Linked DNA regions of Pan troglodytes: region 1 is linked to region 2. A link is a contact called in public Hi-C data. All regions are on one chromosome and are shown on one strand. Each heading gives the region's core, a stretch centred on a gene start, on an enhancer-like site or on the middle of the called end of the contact. The rest is flanking DNA. Distances are from core to core; before and after follow the strand shown.

Region 1 (4,005 bases), core at 1,044-3,543, 380 kb before region 2:
TACCTTCACCCACATTTCTGGCACCTGGGCAAGGTGACTCCAGTGCTGAACTCACCTGGGACTGTGGACTGGAGCAAGCACAGGTGGCCTCTGCCTATGCCTGGGCTTCCCCACAGCATGGTGGCCTCTAGGCCTCTTGCATGGTGGCTCAGGGCCCCAGCACTGGTGCGCCAGCCAACAAAACAAAGACTGCATTGTTTTTTATCGTGAAGACTTGTAATTTTTGAGCATCACTTCTGCTACATCTTATTGGTGGAAGCCATCACAAGCCCACCCAGATTCACGCAGGCAGAGCACAGAGAACCCACTTCTTCATGGGAGGAGTGTCAAATAATTTTGTGGTCATGTTCTAAGAGCACCACCCTAACCCAAACTACCAATGTCTCACCTGGACCCCTACTGTCATCTCCTTTCTGGTCTGCTTGATGGCGCACTTTACTCACCTGTCCCCATTCCCACAGTGTGTTCCCTTAGGACAGCCACGGGGAGCTTTTGAACACACAAATTAGATCAGTCACCCCCTTCTTCATCCCTCCAATGTCTCCAGCTGAACACACCACTGAAATCCAAGCTCCTTGACGTGCCCACACAGCTTTGTGGATCTGTGTAGCCCCATCTCCCTTCAAGCTCAGGCCTTCTCTCTCTCTCTATTGCAGCCCACCATCTCCTCCCTGGGGCTCATGCCCACCTCTGAGCTTTTGCACCTGCTGGTCCCCTTCCTGCAGTGCTGGACCCCTGATGCTGTGTCCTTCAGGCCTCACCTCAAATGCCACCTCCTCAGACCTAAAATTAACCCTCCAACACCCAGTATTCCCTCTCCCATCACCCTGCTTAATGGTCTACTATCTGCAACTCTGTTCTTGTTCACTTATCATCCGTCTCCTTCCTGGCCCCAAGAAGAAAGACTGTTGCCTTTCTTCTTCCTTGTGTCCACGGTGCCCACTATCGTGGTTGGCACAGAATATGGAATATGAATGAATACCTGAATGGTGGCTTTCGGGTGTGTGTGTGTGTGTGTGTGTGTGTGTGTGTGTGTGTAATTTAGAAAGGCAATCTTGAAGGATAGTCAGGACTGGGTGCAGGAGGTGACTACAGTTGGGCATACTTTGTTTCCCATATGGTTGTGCCACTCGCTAGCTGGTTACTCTGGGCAAACACCTTCACCTCCTTGAGCCTCAGTGTCTTCAGCTGAAACCTGAGTTCAGATTTGCCAGACCCGGGCATAGGGACAGCAGGTCCAGCAGGAACACCAAGCCAGGACCACAGCCACTCCCAGGGAGCTCAGTCCCTGGAGCCCGAGAGGAACACTTTCCGGAGGCGCAGGCACAGCCGCTCCTAGAGACTGGGCAACCCCCAGGTGGCAGGCGGGACCGGTCCGTGCAAACAGGGGACAGGTACCCGGAGGATGGACATTCGCTGGCAAAAACATAAACTGCCGCTCGGAGTCTTGGCACCATCCAATTTCCAGGGACGGTTAGACTCCCCCTAGCTCACTGGATGAGGTGTACACCAAAGAAGGGGGTTAGCCCCCTCGGGTCGGCCAGGGCACTCAAAGCATTCTGTTCCCGGGAGCGAGGCCGAGGTGCACCACCCGCCGCGTCCGCCTGGTGTCGCCGCGAGCGCGCTCTGAGCGGCCAGCTGCGCCCCTCACGCTCCCGCGGCTCAGGCGCCCCACTGCTGTTCCGCGCGGGGCAACTGGGCCTCAGCCCGACTCAGTCTGTCGGCTAACAGCAGGATCCCAGAGGAGGCTGCCCAACCTGGGCACCCCCTGCCGCCACTCTCGAATAGGTGGGGGTAGGGAAGAAATACGCTGAGCCAGTCAGCCCGTCGCTCCGCGAAAGGGGGCGCCCTCCCCTGAAGCTGGGGTTGGGGAACTGGGGTGTGCCCTGTCAGCCCCAGCTCCCTGTTCCGGGCTGGAGGGAGCAGGGCAGCAGACCAAGGCACTAGGCCTCTCGGCCGAGTCTGGTCCACTCCACCCGAGGGCAGCCTCTGGACGCCCACTCGCCCTGCAATCTGCAAGTTAGTGACGGGTGGGGGGCGAGCGGGCTCCTACCGCCTCCAACCGGGCTGTGCTCCCCAGCCTGCCACCTGCACCCCGGAGCAGGGAGGGGGCCCCCGGGAGCGCGCAGGGAAAGGCGCGAGCGCGCGCCTTGTGCAGGCGGCCCTGTCCCGCGGGCGCAGGGGCGCTGGGCGGGCGCTCCCGGGAGGCGGTCGGGGGAGGGGGCGGGGGAGGGACGGGGGAAAGGAGGGAGGGGCGGGGGCGGGAGGCAGCAGCGCCCCCGCACTCCCCGCGTCTCGCACACTTGCACCGGTCGCTCGCGCGCAGCCCGGCGTCGCCCCACGCCGCGCTCGCTCCTCCCTCCCTCCTCCCGCTCCGTGGCTCCCGCGCTCCTGGCGAGGCTCAGGCGCGGAGCGCGCGGACGGGCGCACCGACAGACGGCCCCGGGGACGCCTCGGCTCGCGCCTCCCGGGCGGGCTATGTTGATTGCCCCGCCGGGGCCGGCCCGCGGGATCAGCACAGCCCGGCCCGCGGCCCCGGCGGCCAATCGGGACTATGAACCGGAAAGCGCGGCGCTGCCTGGGCCACCTCTTTCTCAGCCTGGGCATGGTCTACCTCCGGATCGGGTAAGGGCTGCCTGCGCCCTTTCCGCGCGTGTCTCGACAAAGTTGGCACGGCCCGGGGAGGGAGGTGTGCCGCCTGCGAGCCTCTGCCGGCCAACTTCCACAGCTTCTCTGAGAGGCCGGGTGGGTGCGGTGTGGGAGCGGTGGACGCACAAAGACCCCCCGCAGGACACCCCAGGAGATATAGGCAGGGGGACTGGCCATCCTGAGGACGTCTGAGTCTGGAATCCCCCAGGACCAGAGACAGCCGGTAGGGACGCTCCAGCCTGAGGGACTCTGGGGGAGGGCTAGCTGCTGCAAAGGTTCAGCCCATCCCGGGGACCCTTCGGACCCGGGCATAGGGACAGCAGGTCTAGCAGGAACATCAAGCCAGGACCACAGCCAATCTCGGGGAGCTCAGTCCCCGGAGCCCGAGACGAACTCTCTCAGGAGGCGCGGCACAGCCGCTCCTAGAGACTGGGCAGTCCCCAGGTGGCTGGCGGGGCCGGTCCGTGCAAACAGGGAACAGGTACCCAGGAGGAAGGACATTCGCTGGCAAAAACATAAACCGCCGCTCGGAGCCTTGGCACCACCCAATTTCCAGGGGCCCTTAGACTCACAGAGCCCCTTCCCGGGCCAAGGGGACAGCACGTCCCACCCCCAACAAACACACACAAAGGTGGGACGAGAGGCGGCCTGAGACACAGAGGGAGACAAGCGCTAGAGAGAGGCGGGACACCCCGCCCCCTGGAACTGGGCAGCAGAGGCGGCCGGGCGCGCGAGCAGCCCTCCGGCTTCACCTAGCGTTTCTGTGGAGGTGGGGCTCGGGGGCGCTCTGGCTGGAAGGTGGGAAGGGGCAGCTCGGGACGCGTCCTGGAGCTGCTTGTGCAAAGCCGGTCACCCTTTGTACTTAAGACAACGCGTGTGAGGCTCGGAGCGGTGTGGGGGCGGGGGGGTCTGGGCATGGATAGAGGTTCTGGCGCTGAAGGGCCCGCTTGGTAGGTCTCACACACCCTGCCCCTCCAGCCCCCAGCAGTGAACCCATTACCATCCCTTTTGAGGAGGGGTGGACCGCAGGGGCTGCGGCGAGGGGATGTGCGTGGCAGACCCTTTGTGTTTTGTCACTACTACCCCCCTACCCCGTCACTTCCCCAGTCCACGTCTCTGGAGCGGGGATTTCGCAAGTTGTCCGGCCGCGGCCGCTAGCAGGTGCGTGCAGAGCCGACCAGGGGCCGCCAGCCCGACCAGCGGCGGAGAGGCGGCTGCGGGGCTCGCGCCAGTACCGCCAGCCTGCCGGTGTGTTTTAAGTGTTATTGATTCGCCCGCGTCTGGGTGGCTTTCCTTTTTTTCCCCTGCTTTAATCTTCATCTTGGCCCGCGCCCCGCCGCCCCGCGCACATTCAGC
Region 2 (3,566 bases), core at 173-2,672:
AATATGTCACTTGCCAGGGAGAGCTGTGCAGCTCCAGCTGTGGGGCTCCATGTGTGCATGCAGGAGGTGGTCAGGGAAGGCTCCCTGGAGGAGGGGGCATGTCCTGTGCCCTGAAGGGTCATAGGTCAGGAGATAAGTGGGTCACTCAGGCCCTGGATTTTCCCAGATTCCCTAGGAAATGTGTAGGGGTTAAGGAGAGAATCCCCACAGCCCTGGGACTTCAGTCCCCAACTTCTGCCTCATCCTACAAGGCCAAGTCCTAAATGCCCCCTCTTCCAGGAAGCCTTCGTTCCCTCCTCCCCAGGAAGGTCTCCTGTGCTTCCCCCTTCTCCTAATGGCCTGCCTCCCCCCATCAGTCTATGTGCCCCATGAGAGCAGGCACACATAGGAACAGGTCGGTCAGTTCCTGATGCCCAGCACAAGGCCAGGCACAGAGTGGCAGGGGAGTTGCGGGGCCCCACAGACCAGAGGCCAGCACCAATTCTGCCCCTGCTATTTGCATGCCCTCACCTCTGTGGGCCCCTGTCTGTCTGTGAGGATTCAGGGAGTAAGTCCTGGAGCACAGCGCGGGTTGGAGCATGCAGAAGTGCCAGGTGCTATCAGCACCATCATTCTTTCCACTCCCTACTCCCTTTGCCAGCCATGCCCTTCTTCCTACAACTTAATATGTGGCTATACAGCAGATCCTGACCCTCTCTAGTCCCCTGGCTCTGTGGGAGGCTGGAATAACTCCCTTCCACCACAGGCAACCCTTCTAAGCAACATGGAAGAGGAGCAAGTGTCAGATCTGGATTCAGTTCCAGCCTGGCTGAGCAACCCAAACAAGCCCCCTCCCTGCTCCAGCATAGGCCCCTTGTCTATAATTCAGGGTGAGAACAGTCAATTTGGAGCTATGGGGAGGATTCCAGGAGGGCTCTTGGAGGCGAGACCCCACTTGCTCATAGACACACCTTGATGGCGAGCGTGATGTCCGCATAGGCACAGAAGCCCCCGCCACGGTCGCTGGAGCAGTGGTGGAAGCCACCCCCTGCGGAAGGGCAGAGAGCGGTGCTGCTCAGAGCCAGGCTCCCAGGCTCAGTCCAGGAGCTCCTCCATCCCTTCACCTCCCCCAGCATCCTCCCTGCTCAGCTCTCAGGAACCTGTGCCTCGGACTCTGGGTTGGCAAACTAAGCTGAGTGCTGGGGCATGTCACCATCCCCAGGCCAGAAGGCAGCCACATCTTCAGGGTGTCCCCAGCAAGTCCTCAGTGCCACTCACACCCCTAAGCAACAGATAGCTCATCATTCCAGAAGCAGAAAGCTGCTCCTTGTCCCCACTAAGCTGGGCCTGGCTCCATGTGGCTCCCCACTCCAGGAAGGAGTGGTGGTATGGGGGCCAGGCGGATTCTGCCAGTGGCCAAAGCGGGTGGTCAGGAAGGGCACCCTCTGCTGGTCATGACTGCCTACAGCCACGAGGAGGGCCCTAGAGCCCGGGATCCATCACCCCTCAACCCTGAGACACAGCCTCAGAGCCCTAGGGCCCATAGAGACCCCCTCCCCTGCAGCCCCTGGGATGGCCTGAATTGCAGAGGCCCTCTGAAATTGAGCCCAACAACTGCTCCGTCAGACAGTGTGCAGCTGGCCCCATGGATACCAGGAACTCGCCTCTCCCACCCCCCAGGAGGCTACTGTTGGCTCCTAATGATGAGAAGACAGCCACAGTGAACACCTGACTGAGCAACTGAGCTTGCTGAAGACTCCCTCCAGCCCGAGGAGGGGCATTAGTATCATCATCCCCATTTTACAGATGAGGAGACTGACCCACAGAGGAAGTCAGCAACTTGCCCAGGGTCACACAGCCAGGTAATGGCAGAACCAGGATCAAACCCAGGGTGGATCAGGATCCAGGCTCTTAACCTCTACCAGGCAGTAACACCTGCCATGGGGAGGGCCATCCAGGCCCTCCTCGGAACCCTGCTGTAGACACGCAGGGCACAGATCACTCCCGGGTTTGTGCAGCAGAGTACCATAACATCATTACTATGCCAGACTGAATGCTAGGCACTTGGTAATACCAAGATGGAAGAGACCCAGCCCCTGCAGAGTGGGGCTCCCCTCAACTGTGCAGTGGCCCAAGGTGGACTCTCCCCTGCAGAGTTCAGAGCCAAAGGCTGGGGGACCCTGCTTTAGGGCTCTACACGATCCAGTACGCATCTTTCCATGTCCATTTCCTCATCAGTGAGACAGGCCTGACAATTATGCCCAGCTCAAATAAGAGTCTGGGTGAAGGCCGGGCGTGGTGGCTCATGTCTGTAATCTTAGCACTTTGGGAGGCCGAGGCGGGCGTATCACCTGAGGTCGGGAGTTCAAGACCCAGCCTGACCAACATGGAGAAACCCTGTCTCTACTAAAAATACAAAATTAGCCGGGCATGGTGGTGCATGCCTGTAATCTCAGCTACTCAGGAGGCTGAGGCGGGAGAATTGTTTGAACCTGGGAGGCGGAGGTTGCGGTGAGCCGAGATCGCGCCATTGCACTCCAGCCTGGGCAACAAGAGCGAAACTACGTCTCGAAAAAGAAAAAAAGAGCCTGGTGAAAAAGAGCTTTGTAAATTGTCAAGTGCTGTGCCTCCAGGAGGGACAATGACAGGGACAAGGGAGACTCTCGTGCAGCCCTCCCATGAGCCAATCTTGTGGGAGATTCAAAGGGGCTGGGGAGCACGGGCCCTCTGGACCCTTGAGAAGGTGGTGGTATTGACCCCGGATGTGCCCACCCAACCCAACATGACCAAGCCTCTGTGGGCTGTCCTGGGCCCCAGGACACAGGTGGAGTCCTTCAGGGAAGACACAAGGCAGGCTTCAGACCATGCTGAGCTGCCCAAGGATGGCACACGCTCTCTGGAAGGGAGGAAGCTCCCTGCCACTGGAAGTACGCAAAGAGGGGGCTGGGGAACCACCCGGGGACCTCCTTAGACAAGGATCCCACGTCAGATGGAGGCACTGGTCAGTCTCTCCCAGGTACCTAGGAGGCTACACATCAACCTCCAGGCCACTCCACAAGGAGGCTAGGGTGACTTGGGAAAACCAGAGCTTCTGAATTCACAGCTGCCACCTCCAGGATCCTCCCGCCCTCCCCCAGCCCCCTTTCAGGCCAGTTCCACCAAGCCGGGCTGGACATTCCCCAGGACATTCCCAGCACTCACCCACGTTGATGGCCCAGCCTCGCTCCACAGCCAGCTTCCCCGCCTTTGGAGACAAGCAGAGGGTGAGGGGGCGCAGGCAGCCGATCCATCAATCATTCATTCACTGATTCATGCACTCATTCCATAAACACTGCTTCTAGCCAGCTCTGGGGGAAGGATGAGCTGAGCTACAAGGCAGGGGTATAGAAGGAACTCCCTACCCCAAGCAACAGTCCAGGAAGTAAGTGCCAGCTTGGCTGGCATATGAGATGTACAGTGCATAAGCACCTTTGCAATTGTGCAAGGAAACTGGAAAAAATAAAAGTACTTATCATCCATCACATATGAGCTGACAATAATTTTGATATGGCTTTCAAAGGGAAAATAGGCAAAGTTTTGCTCACAGA

Evidence for each region. A called contact is a pair of places that touch in the nucleus more often than the background predicts.
Region 1: a contact with region 2 is called in a Hi-C map of induced pluripotent stem cells, with 5 times the contacts expected there. The contact joins the promoter of WNT7A here to the enhancer-like site in region 2. A contact is called at or near these places in 3 of 7 Hi-C or Micro-C datasets (induced pluripotent stem cells and stem cell-derived neural progenitor cells) and 1 of 1 other capture datasets (stem cell-derived neural stem cells).

Annotation. Positions count from the first base shown.
Region 1 is chr2:17,879,426-17,883,430 of NHGRI_mPanTro3-v2.0_pri, reverse strand. It overlaps WNT7A (Wnt family member 7A), which reads left to right and starts at 2,293. Exons shown (of 4, transcript XM_016940526.4): 1 at 2,293-2,625. The coding sequence starts at 2,555.
Region 2 is chr2:17,501,912-17,505,477 of NHGRI_mPanTro3-v2.0_pri, reverse strand. HDAC11 (histone deacetylase 11) reads right to left here. Exons shown (of 10, transcript XM_016940518.2): 5 at 3,181-3,223; 6 at 951-1,027. Among named protein-coding and RNA genes, the nearest start is that of HDAC11, 20 kb to the right of the region's middle. Within about 2 kb of position 1,422, at least 1 of the 24 cell types and tissues checked has an H3K27ac peak or open chromatin away from gene starts, as enhancers often do. A contact at or near this core is called in induced pluripotent stem cells, where this site is marked.